Regions from separate parts of the Xenopus laevis genome. Here region 2 is linked to region 1. Evidence: chromatin contacts called from public Hi-C data. All regions are on one chromosome and are shown on one strand. Each heading gives the region's core, a stretch centred on a gene start, on an enhancer-like site or on the middle of the called end of the contact. The rest is flanking DNA. Distances are from core to core; before and after follow the strand shown. Region 1 has its middle 6.3 kb from the start of cdc42bpb.L. Region 2 holds the start of LOC108698789 (exocyst complex component 3-like protein 4).

What was found. Hi-C and Micro-C count contacts between places; a contact is called where the count stands out from the background.
Region 2: a Hi-C map of the XTC cell line shows a contact between it and region 1, with 5 times the contacts expected there. The contact joins the promoter of LOC108698789 here to the enhancer-like site in region 1. A contact is called at or near these places in 2 of 4 Hi-C or Micro-C datasets (the XL177 cell line and the XTC cell line).

The regions. Positions count from the first base shown.
Region 1 is chr8L:89,106,510-89,113,040 of Xenopus_laevis_v10.1, reverse strand. No RefSeq gene overlaps it. Among protein-coding and RNA genes, the nearest start is that of cdc42bpb.L, 6.3 kb to the right of the region's middle. Within about 2 kb of position 3,475, at least 1 of the 7 cell types and tissues checked has an H3K27ac peak or open chromatin away from gene starts, as enhancers often do.
Region 2 is chr8L:89,255,398-89,261,928 of Xenopus_laevis_v10.1, reverse strand. It overlaps LOC108698789 (exocyst complex component 3-like protein 4), which reads right to left and starts at 2,432. Exons shown (of 11, transcript XM_041573081.1): 1 at 2,199-2,432; 2 at 525-917. The coding sequence starts at 906.

The sequences.
Region 1 (6,531 bases), core at 2,226-4,725:
TGCTAAGTGATTTATGAACTCACCCTGCTTAATCCTGAGTATTCAATACAAACAGTGATTCCAAAATGCCATTCATATATCAGCCTAATTAAATTAATAATAAAAGTATCATATGTTTTATGTCTCCTGCAAAATCACCCATCATTAGCACTTATTTTTTACTTAAGTTTCACAATAAACCACAAAAATATGTTCTGCCAGATGGTAAATCTGAGCTTTTTAATGTCTAATTAAGCACAGAAATGATTCCCAATCACTTAATTTAGCCAGAATGACGGTGTGAAGGAATTTCTGTATCCTAAAAGGGTATGCTATAAACTTTCCACATTTGGATGAGCTGGTCCCTACGCCTACCCAAGAGCTTCCTCCTTATCTGTACTGACATAAGGCAAGTGTAAACCACTGGAATAGGTTGCACATAACTACTGCATAATATACTGTATACACTTACATTCAGTGCCTAAAAGTATTTACACACATCAGCTCTTTCATTTTACTAAATAACAAATCCTACACTGAAATGTTATTCTTTCTGTTGTGTTTAAATCACAGCACAGAAATCAAAATTAGTTTTGTGCAATTGTTTTGTGCCATTGGACCACAAATACATTTTGGACAGGCCAAGAGCAATTATTGCACATGTTTTGGACTTTGGACACAAGCACCTTTACTGAATGGCATTAATTTGCACAAAAAGTGGGTCAATTTTTGTGTGACTGCAACTGCACTTTCAGGCTATAAAAAAGCCCTATACTGTTGTTATTATTATAAGCAAATATTAATAAACTAACTAGAGTCTCGTAATCTCAAAATTTTCCCTATATGTCACCTTTAAAGCCAGGAACATTTACTGAAAATGCAATATGTCTCAACTGATTTTACAGTATATGTTGACATTTATCATTTTGTAGGGTTTCAGGAAGGTATTCCAAACCAGCCAAAATAAGGACTGCTTTTGGATATCAAATTCCACAGAAGCCTATGGACAATGTCGGTAGTTTTTGGCAAGGGCAATTACATTGGAAATTTTGTAAAAAATGTTGCATTATAGGTTAGAAAATATGGCTAATTTTCACTGTTGCATTTTGCATGTTTGATAATTAAGCTGTCCTGTGTAATGGAGTGGTCCTTATCTGTAAGCTTATTTATAACACTAGCTCTATCTTATTGCAGATCTGTTAAACATTTGACCTAAATATTTAACAGATATGCAAATCACAGCACAACCTTATATTCACAGAGCAGCATGTTATTTATCAATTGACCAGAAGAGGGCACAATAGATTCAAAATTCAAATGTGTGTACTAATATAATTCCATTTCAAGCAATTTTATCTACAGCACATCAAACTGTGGTGCTGTTCTGTGGAAAACTGAAAAGTGGCAGCGCAACTAATATGCTATAAATATTGTTTTTAATAAATATTATCTGCAATATGTTTTAAAGGGTGTCTCCTAGGCCAGACTTTGCTCATCAGCTGTGTAACACAACAATCTATACACCTCCATGCTGAAAGGTAAGAAGCAGTGAAGCGTTTCAGTGCAAGATGTAATCCTGTGGGTCTTGAGTAATTGGGACTCACAAATAAGCACATTGCACTGATTTTTCTGCATATAGAGCTCTGATATTATACCTCAGCAAATATATCCACAACAATTTCCATCTGCCAGGAAAAAGACTATTTAAATGAAATTGTAATAGGAAATGGAAAGAGTAACTAATGGCATATATAAATATATAGAAATATGTATACTAAAGGACAATGGCCGGGGCACCAATTTCTCTAAGGGATTTGGAAACATGTTACCAGTTATAAAACTGAACAGTCCTAATACATGTTGATGGAAAAAATAACAATATTCTGCTTAAAAGTTGTCAATGCTTCATTTATAAGTTCAATCCACTGCTCGTAGTGACATCACCACATGTCTACACACACTGTTGTCATGGCACTGTGTGCAGCTGGATGAATTCAATACGCTATTATTCTGTCTGTCAGATCTGATAAGGAGTTTGTGATTTTTTACAAGAGCGGCTGTGCATTTAGGCAATGTAATTATTATATACTATTCTCTGGCTGTTAGATGATACGTTTTTATACGATTTAAGGGGACTGTGGGTGGCCTGGGTTTTCCTTACTGTTACATAGTTAAATCGGGTTGAAAAAAGACAAAGTCCATCGAGTTCAACCCCTCCAAATGAAAACCCAGCATTCATACACGCACCCCTCCCTACTTTCACATAAATTCTATATACTCATATCTATACTAACTATAGAATTTAGTATCACAATAGCCTTTGATATTATGTCTGTCCAAAAAATCATCCAAGCCATTCTTAAAGGCATTAACTGAATCAGCCATCACAACATCACCCAGCAGTGCATTCCACAACCTCACTGTCCTGACTGTGAAGAACCACCTACGTTGCTTCAAATGAAAGTTCTTTTCTTCTAGTCTAAAGGGGTGGCCTCTGGTATGGTGATCCACTTTATGGGTAAAAAGGTCCCCTGCCATTTGTCTATAATGTCCTCTAATGTACTTGTAAAGTGTAATCATGTCCCCTCACAAGCACCTTTTTTGCAGAGAAAACAACCCCAACCTTGACAGTCAACCCTCATAATTTAAGTCTTCCATCCCTCTAACGGTCTAACCAATTTAGTTGCACATCTCTGCACTCTCCAGCTCATTTATATCCCTCTTAAGGATTGGAGTCCAAAACTGCACTGCATACTCCAGATGAGGCCTCACCAGGGACCTATAAAGAGGCATAATTATGTTTTCATCCCTTGAGTTAATGCCCTTTTTTATGTTAGACAGAACTTTATTTGCTTTAGTAGCCACAGAATGACACTGCCCAGAATAAGACAACTTGTTATCTACAAAACCCCCAAAATCTATCGACTTTATATACGTTACATACTTTATATTCATGTTAGGGACAGTCTGCTTACTGTCCCTAACATCTTGCTGCCCTAGGCCCTGGCCTTTGTGGCCTTTTCACAAATCCGGGCCTGTATACACACAGCAGTCAAAGCAGTAGTACAGTTGCACAGTAACACAGAGATAGTAATATAAGCCAGTTCAGTCATATTCAACCAAAATGACCAACCAGAGGTTCATGGAACCCTAGTACAAGTCATCCTGAAGAACAAAAATCTGCAGGGACCATTAAATGTAAAATCTAGTTATCTTATGACTCCTATCAGTGTATGCAGGAGGTAAAGTGTATTTGCAATCCAGTGTGCTTTGCTAGCTAGATGGTTAAATAAACTCCCATGTAATGGACACATTAATAATGATGCTATATACAGTAAAAGTAAGCTTTCCACTTTAACTTCCTCTGTCCAGATCTGTTCCTTTTTGCCCACCTACCTTTTAAGGTTCCGGGTTCAGTTGTACCAACTCTAGTACCCTCTTATTTACACCCTTGGTAAAAATGAATGCCCCAAGTACACAAGGAATCCCCCTAGCTACATCTCAGCAGAGAACTGCCCTGATTCCAGCATGTGATTCTAAATGTCTGTTTTAGGGTTACATTTGTGAGTTACATTTGTTTTAGACCTAGCAGACTATTTCAAAATCACTGTAGTATTATGACACCCAATTCTACATCACAGAGGGACCTATCATGACACATACTGAGAATATCAGTTAATGCAGTGGCATGAATTGGTCTCCCTGTAATGAAGCTAAGACCTACAACCTGCATTTCAGGACAAGATGTGCATGAATGAGAAATGACTGAACAAACCTTTGAATATGATGAGTAACCATTTACGATAATTGTCTTGTTTACAAATCAATCCAAAAAGAATGCAAATGTAGGAGCTGGAGCAGATGAGTCAGTAAGAGGAATGCTATTTTCTATTGACTCACCTATATTTAAATACCAATAGTCTTTCTGTATTCGTAATTGAAAGTCATTGGCCAGGAATGCCTGCAATAAGCCAGCTTTTCTGCTGCAGACTGCCTGACCCTGACTATCTGGCCAGCACTCATACAGTAAGTGGACATAGAGCCAAAAGCTTAACAGCACACTAGTAACGCCAATAACGCATGGACTTATTCTCTAACATCCTTTTCCTAGAACTCTCCTTATGCTGTAGCTAATAGGAAGGATTTCCTGGCTGGTTTATCAGTAGATCACTGGTCACAATACTGTATTTTTTTGTTTATTTTTCCCCTCTTGGATCTGAATTCTATTATTTTGCTTTGGTTTTTGTGGATGCACAACAAATATAAACACCTTTAAGTTAACTGTTAGTATGTTGTAGAATTGCCAGTTCTAAGAAACTGTTGTTTTGGTCTTTATTTTTATTATTATTAGCATTCTACTTCTTCTGACTGTTTCCAGCTTTCAAATGGGGTCACTGACCCCATCTAAACAATTTATTATCTGTAAAGCTACAAATGTATTGATATTGCTACCTTTGGTTACTCATCTTTCTGTTCAGGTCCTCATCTATTCATGTTCCAGTCTCTTATTCAAATCAATGCATGTTGCTAGGGTAATTCGGACCAAAGCAACCAGATTGCTGAAATTGAGAGTTGCTAAATAACTCAGAAACTACAGATTATAACAAATGAAAACAAATTGCAAATTGGCTCAGAATTTCACTGTCTACAGCATATTATCTCAAAGGACATCTTTGTTAACCAAATTTGTAGAAACTATAACTCATAGTGTCCTATGAACATCATATTAAAATGCCCTAGCTTGTACTTATAATCTAAAGTAACATAAGGACTCACATTTTTAACTTTAAGGGGAAGTTCACCTTAAAGTTAACTTGCCTTCCTCTTCTGCTTCTTTCCGTATGACTGGCAGCCAAAAGACCACTGAACTGTGGGGGTTCAACTGTCATTGTACTTTGTATTATTCATCCTTCTGTTCATGTTCTCTTTCATTCAAGCCACTTTGTGGTTGTTAGGGTAAATTGAATCCAAGAAACAGGAAGCTGAACAAGTGCTGCTGAACTGTTTAATAATTAAAATACATAAAAAATAAAACCAAATGCAGATTCTCAGAATAGCAGTCTACATCATGCTAAAAGTTCATTTAAAGTGGAACTACCATTTTAATACATGCAAACATAGAGGAACGTGTTTGGCTGGTAGTCATTTGCAATAAAAATGGTAATCGTACCACAACTCTTGTAGTTTGTTTGCCTTTGTCATTTATCAACCCATATCACTGAAAATTCAGCTATTGCACAGTAACATCACACAATATTAGAGTGCTCAACCTAGTGCAAAATCCTTGAGGACCAGGTGCTCAGCAGTAATTAACCCAACCTGCCACGGGTCAAGAAAATTCGATACAAAGTCCAATGACTGCAGCACACTGTTAGTTGTAGTTCACTTTCAACGTTGTAGTTTTATTAGCTCATGTGCATGTAGACAAAAAAAAGGGCAATGTTTTGGGCCTCACAGGGCCCTTTCTCAAGCCTAATTTATGATGTCAATTATGCCATAATTGCACCTATAATTCAGATTTAATAATAGGGATTTACATTTTATGACACAGCAAATTTGATTTGGTTAATCAGGAGTTATGTTTTTACACGTGATTTAAAACCCTAAAATGAAGGGAAACCTTCTATGTCAGTCTGTATCTCTAAAAGCATTTCGTTTTATACTCTAGTATAACGCAACCATCCAGAATACACATTTGCAGACTCATTAAACATGATTATACTGACTAAGTTTGCATTCAATTATGTAGTTGACTTACCTGGAATTAAGAGTTGACAGAATTAATTACAAGGAAGATATTTGTTTGTGTGCATAGTGACAAGGTTGTATCACCACCAAGATTATTTTGCATGTGCAGAAAATGAGTGAAACTGCTCTCATAATTCCCATTGCTGCAAAGTGCTCAGATGTTTCTCACTTTGTTTTGTTTAAAACATTAATATAAATTACAATTGTAATGAATTTTATTCATGTAAAAACATTATCTGATCTTAAAGTTTCCATAATGTATTAGTTTGATTCTATACATCCATCAGCCCCTCTCCCATCCATTAATTATTGGAAATCCCAAAGCATGCAAGCAATCTTTGACTTCACAGCCATTAGCTCAACAGATGGGGGAAATGCCCTTGGCATATTTCTTCTCCCTCTGGGGAAGACTCCACACTTCCAGTATTCCTTCTGTTCGTATAATTATGCAAGTATTAGGCCTAAGTGTAACTCTGTTCTTATTTACCTGACATTACCTAACATGATATGTCCCATTGCCTATGGCCTATTTTAATCCACTTTCTACAAAATTATGGCAATACTTGTGTGCACTGTAAATGCCTGGAATAAAATTATATTGCTTACAAAAATCTGTTTCATTCCCAGGCTAATCTTGTAAAGTGAGATATAAAATACACAAAAACAGGGAATGGTTAAAGAAAATGTACCTATGGTGGACAGCAACATGGATATGTATTCAGCAACAAAGAATGTAAGAACTCTATAAAGGACTGGTATCCCACAAAACCTAAACAAGGAACTGAAAAAAGGGGGGGCAACAGC
Region 2 (6,531 bases), core at 1,183-3,682, 150 kb before region 1:
GTTTATATATAACAGATACAAGGAGAAGCAGAGCTAATTATTTACAGGAAATATTGACAAGCACATGACCAGCAGGTGACTGTAAATGCAATTCACCTGTTGTCACTTAAAGAGACCAATACATATTTATATGTTATACTGTTTTTTTATTGGGTGTTGTTGTAAGGAACATGTCTAGGTCAAAGGTTAAACTGTGAAGGGATAGGACTCCTTATAAGGAAAGCAAAGCCTTGCTAAAATTTTTAACCCTTACAGTGTTTCAGATATTTTATGTTGTGACCCCCTTAAAAAAAAGCCCTCTTGGAACTACAGTGTGAAAGAATGCCAAACATGACTTCTCGTCAGAGCAAGCACGGGGCAGACAGAGATCTCCAGACCTTCGTGCAAAGCAGTCCCATTAAATGTTTTTAGGAAAAGAAATTCTAAGCATAGATTGTCTTCTAAGTCCATATTGGCTTGGCCTACAATGGCCAAGACGCAAGGGTATATACGGACTACTGGAATTAGGAAAAAAAAACTCTTACCTGAAAGAATTTCTCTTCTTGTGATGACATTTTCTGTACTTTCTTCTGGGATTTCATTTTCATTGTCACTTTTCTTTGTTTTTCGGAAATTAATTTTCTTTTTAAAGCTTATACTTTTAGAACCATTGGCAGTCTCTTTCTTTTCTGGCGAGCTATCATCTCTTGCAGATTGTCCCCTTGACCTCCTTATACTTTTTCTCATACTTCCAACTGTTTCCAAAAAGCTGGATTTTTTCTGGATGCCTTTATTGTTTGGCGTTTCCCATTGATCACTTTGTTGGAGGCTGCCATCATCTGACTGATCAGGAGATCCTCCTTTTGATGTAGGAAGATTGTGTATCTCCATTGCTTGTCTCTTGCTTTGATTAACTATTTCTGACATATAAGAGTTCCCTGTAAAAAGCAGCAAAAAACAAGAATGAAGCAGATTCAGAGATCTCTGAAATGCCACCCAAATACAACTTGCTATGATGGAAATAAAGCATGTTTTATTGGGTTTATTGTATCATAATTGGGTACAGAGGTAGCAATATGCCTACTTAATACTGCTGGGACATTATTGAATAGAACTACCATAGTGTGCTGTCTAGTGATACACACACCAATAAAATCGTACAAAATAAAGTTTTGTGTAATTTTTGGTGAATGTATAGTGGCCTGCAGATCTTAACTATGTGCAAGTGAAGAAGAGCTGCAGCTTGCTGGTCCAATCATTTGGCTGTCTTCATGGCCCACTATACACTATGCAGGTCTATTTGTCACGCTGTGTAAAACATCAGTTATGACAGATCGTTATGACCATCCTGACATTGGGTTGGATTATATTTATGCTAAGGGGGTTGAATAGTTCTAACAGCCAAAAAATTGTGAATTATTCTCCAAAGTAAAGACCAAGATACAATTAAAAATTCAAGTCATTTATTAGGAAATACAGATGAAGGTCTGACACATTTCGTGCCTACTGGGGGCACTTACTCGTAGCCTAAATTACTTGAATTTTTAATTATATCTTGGTCTTTACTTTTGGAGAATAACTCACATTGTTTGCCTGTTGTTACATGTAATGCACCACCCATGGACTAGGGTGAACTGTGAGTATATTTTTTCTCCACTAACTACTATTGTTCCTGATATTTTATACTGATTTATAGTGGTGCTGTTATTGGCATTTTGTTTCAATTTTTACTATTTCGGTTGAATAGTTCTAAACAAATTAAAATTCCCTTTACAAACTCAAGTAAATAACTTCCTACGCCAAAAAGGAATTCAGTAACAAATAAATAAGCAGGGAACAGTCTGGAAACTCCCTTTGCTTTTTATCAAACATGGCTGCAGCTCATATATCTGTCACTCCCAAACTGCTATCGTTTTATCATGTAGCATGTACAGGATCCAGCACCAAGCAGATCTGTGCGTTTTATCAATTACAAGTATTGGATCCATTATCCAGAAACCTACCTAGAAAGTTCTGAATTACGGGAAGGCCATCTCTCATTTTAATCAAATAAGTACAATTTTCAAAAATCAATTCTTTTTTTATAAATAAATTAAGCTGCTCACCCTATCGCTCCCTCATTATCATAAAGGAACCTGAATAGAACAACAAACCGATGGAAAGAGGGTGCAGCACAATCCCATTCACACCTTTGTTATGTGATCAGAGAGTGTTCTTACCTTGCAGTGCTTCAGATGATCATTCTGGCAATCCTGAAGGTTCAAGGTCATGAAAAAATGATTCATAATATGAGCCTTATGGCAATTTTCAGTCTATGTATTCTTTAAAGAATATGCATTTCTGCCCTTCTTTTCACAGCTAAAACAGGTTTGTTGCTTTCAATTTCACTTTCTAGCATTCACCTTTGCTCGTAGATTTCACAATGCCCAACCCTTTTTAAAGGGGAAATTCACATTGAACTTTGACTGTGCTACTAAAATGTAAGCAATTTTCAATTTGTTGTCCTGTCCAGTCTCAGTAAAACCTGCATGTTAACCTGCTGTCAGATTACAGGCATAGTTAGTTAGCTATAGTTTATAAATGTGGCATAGCATGCTGAACAGGACCTTTTTACTGTCTGCCTGTTCTGTGGTTAGAGGTTCAGTACTATATAATCATTAACTGTCCTAATGATAAGTCAGAATACCTGATCCTGACCGCTATAAATGTTTTTTTTATTAGTGTTCCTATGTAAAGTGGAATGTTGGAAGGTACTGTATGTACAAGTCACATTGCACATGACTTTACCGGGATGACCTTATAATCACATTTTTCAATTTTTATGTGATCAGTTCAAGGGAACATTTTTTTTCAGTTTAAATCTGGAACCAACTGGTGTCAAGGAAGATTAAATTCTATTCTTTCCTAAGATACTGCCCAGCTGCAGAGTTGTATGATGATGGCACATGTTGCCCAGACTGCTCTCATATTCTCTGCTGTACTACAGTGCTTAGAGGGTTACATTTCAGGAACCTCTCAGCTGAAGTACAATTAGTTGCTTAGTAGCCTGTGTGCTGAGGCAAGAGAGTAATGTTGAAATATGCTTGCAATGACTTTAAAAATTCATATCATACTTACTATCATTTTCTTTTCCCATCTATCCTCCATGGCAGTACACTTATGGGCATATTCCCTGGAAGGATCTCTCACACCACCAGTTAATTTAAGACATCCCATGCCCTAATTTTAGTCTTGTATCCAGCAATGTAGATGGTCAATTAACCAGGAGTAGGGATGTAGCGAACGGCGGAAAAAATGTTCGCGAACATATTCGCGAACTTGCGTCAAAAATGCGAACGGTTCGCGAACGTCGCGAACGTCGCGAACCCCATAGACTTCAATGGGAAGGCGAATTTTAAAAGCTAGAAAAGACATTTCTGGCCAGAAAAATGATTTTAAAGTTGTTTAAAGGGTGCAACGACCTGGACAGTGGCATGCCAGAGGGGGATCAAGGGCAAAAATGTATCTGAAAAATACATTGTTGACACAGCGATGCGTTTTGTGCTGTAAAGGGCAGAAATCACACTACGTCACTCAGGTGATGTTTCTGGACACGGAATGTGAAAAAGCTCACACAGCTAGGTGGCACTTGGTTAAAGACTGGGCAAACAATGCCTGCAAGGGCAACGTATACAGTAGTGGGTACGGAATATATTATTGCTGCTGTAAAAACATCACTCAGGTGATGTTTACGGACACAGAATTATTATTGTTATTTAGACAGAATGTGAAAAAGCTCACACAGCTAGGTGGCACTTGCATACCTCCCAACTGTCCCTCTTTTGACCACTCAACCCCCTGTCCCTCTTTTGTACTGGAAAGTCCCTCTTTTCTCTGAACTGAACAGCCAGAAAAAAAACAGTTTCTAACTTAATTAGCTTTTGGCAGAGAGCTCAGAACAGCTAACAGGTGCAAATAAGATACTTTGTAACAATTTTGACTCTGGTTGGTGCTGGTAGTGGTGAACTACTAGGAGGAGCAGCACACCAGTCCCACTCCCCAACACAGCTAGACTAATAGCACTGGGCTCTTATAGTAGCAAAGTAAAAAAACAAAAAAGAAAATAAAAGCAGTCCTTACAAGGACTATTGGGTTACAGACAGCAGTCAGCAGATGAGAGATCAGCAGCAGGACAGCTGCCCACAGCAGCTACATACAGAGCACTGCAGGAGAAGGTAGATTACTAGTCAGCAAAGCTAACTAACCTAAACTCACTGTCCCTCAAATCCCTGCAGAGTTCTGTCCCTACAATACAGAGCAGTATCAAGTAGATTACTAGCCAGCAAAGTTACTATCAACTGTCCCTCAAATCACTAACAGCTCTCTCCCTACACTAGCTCTTCCAAGCACACACAGGCAGAATGAAAAAACGTTGCAGGGCTTCAGTTTATATATGGAAGGGGAGTGGTCCAGGGGTTGTGGGGGTGGTCCAGGAGGGAGAGCTTCCTGATTGGCTGCCATGTATCTGCTGCTCTGGGGTGAGAGGGCAAAAATAAGCGCCAGCTAAGGCGAACCCAAATTGGCGAACGTCGCGCGACGTTCGCGAACATTCGGCGGACGCGAACGGTCGATGTTCGCGCTAATTAGTTCGCGGGCGAACAGTCCGCGACATCCCTAACCAGGAGGGAGGGAATGCTGTGCTGCCATGGAGGGGGCTAAGAAAATTACGGTATAATTACAGTAAATATGATAGGAATTTTCCACTCATCTCCATGGCAGCATCCTTATGGGACTTTCCCCATACCACTTTAGAAGTATCATGCTTTCTAATTTAGGAGAGCTGTTAACTATGTGGGGTTTATCTGAAAGATCAAAACAAATTACCAGCAACTCACTGCAGCACTGTAATGCATTCTCTGCATCCTGAAACACTTTATTTCTACCCTCTATTAATTAGCTATTACTTAATGAATTGCCCTGGATAAGAGAATGTGCAGTATGATTAGACAAAGTCCTGATTATGCCTCATAGTAAATTGGGATTTTTGCAGGTAGTCATGGCATTGAATGCATTGGGCCTCAAACACCTGCCTGACCCACCCCAACAATGCATACATTCAGGGCCGCCATCAGGGGGGCACATTGGGTACAAGTGTACCGGGCCCGGCAGTACTGCACTTTTCGAAAGGTGGCACAGACACTTGGGAAAGCTCTGATCCAATCCCTGGTAGGACAGAAAAAAGGCCATATGAGAGACCACCTGAGGGTGGGTCTCTCAGGGGGATTGGACTCGTACTTAAGCATATCTGGCATAGTAGTGCAGTCCCTGTAACCCCTGGGGATAGAGTTGTCTAGCGAGCATTTCCTCTCGACTTGCCAGTACCACAGCTTCCTCACAGTGCATTGCGCTTCGTAAGTACACGCGCATTGATGATGTCACCAGGAGCAGCGCCGGTAGTAATTTGGATCCTGCAAAAAAAAAAAAACGGTTGGTGAGTAAAGGAGCCCTTTATTGTTTTTTTGGGGGGAAATTAAGGGCCTGGATACAGGCTGCCATTTCCTGTTGTTCCTGCACTCAGGGCTGCCAGGCTGCAGGCTCAGATAAGGCTGCATAAGGTACTTGTTAGTAGCCTAATCCAGCCAGGTCATATTTAAAGATTCATATACTGAATTGTACCTTATTATTGCCCTTGTATTTCTAGATGTCTGACACACCTAGATTGGGGAAAAGGAAGAGAAAAGTATATCACAATATATGTGCCCAATGTGAACAACCATTGCCAGAAAGCTATGAATGCTCTAAATGTGAAGCATGTTTAAAAATGTTCAAAAGATTCTGTTTCAAAACAAAAAGTAGTTTCTTTCTGACACAATGACAGAATGAAATCCTCAACACCAAGACTGTGGACAGTACTGAATGTTTACAGTCATCAGATACTATGTCAGAATCTTATTGATGAATCTGATGAATCAGATTCCTCCTCATCCTCACCCGCCAAAAATAAAAAAGATGAACTTTTTCCTGTGGAGAAGGTTTCTAAACTGATAAAGAAAGTTAGGAAAGTAGTGGGTCAAAAAGAGCTGTCTGCTTCTACCTCTGCAGACAAACAACAACTTTGTGGTCTGTTTCATTCCCTATGCATGACTCCTGTAAAAGAAATAAAAGACAAGATGGAATAAAAGACCAGATGGACCGAAGAGCTGAATGTTCTCTTCGAAGAAGTGTGGCGGGATCCAGTACGTGTAAACCGGCTATTGCAGCCATTTCAGTGTCAAGATCTTTAAAGTTCTGGCTTAATTCTCTTGAAGAAGAAATTGATGCTGGGACTTCAAGACATGATATTCTTGATATGTTATATTCTATTAAGATGGCATCTGATTTCCTGTGTGATATGGCGGTGGATGTTTTAAAGCTGGGAGCAAGAACTTTGGCGCTCTATACAGCAGGTAGTAGAGCCCTTTGGCTGAAAGCTTGGGCAGCGGATTCTGCTTCAAAAAATCTTGTAGTCTTATATTCATGCCTTTTGAACCTGTAGACTTTTTGGAAGTCCTTTCGATAAATTGTTGAAAAGTA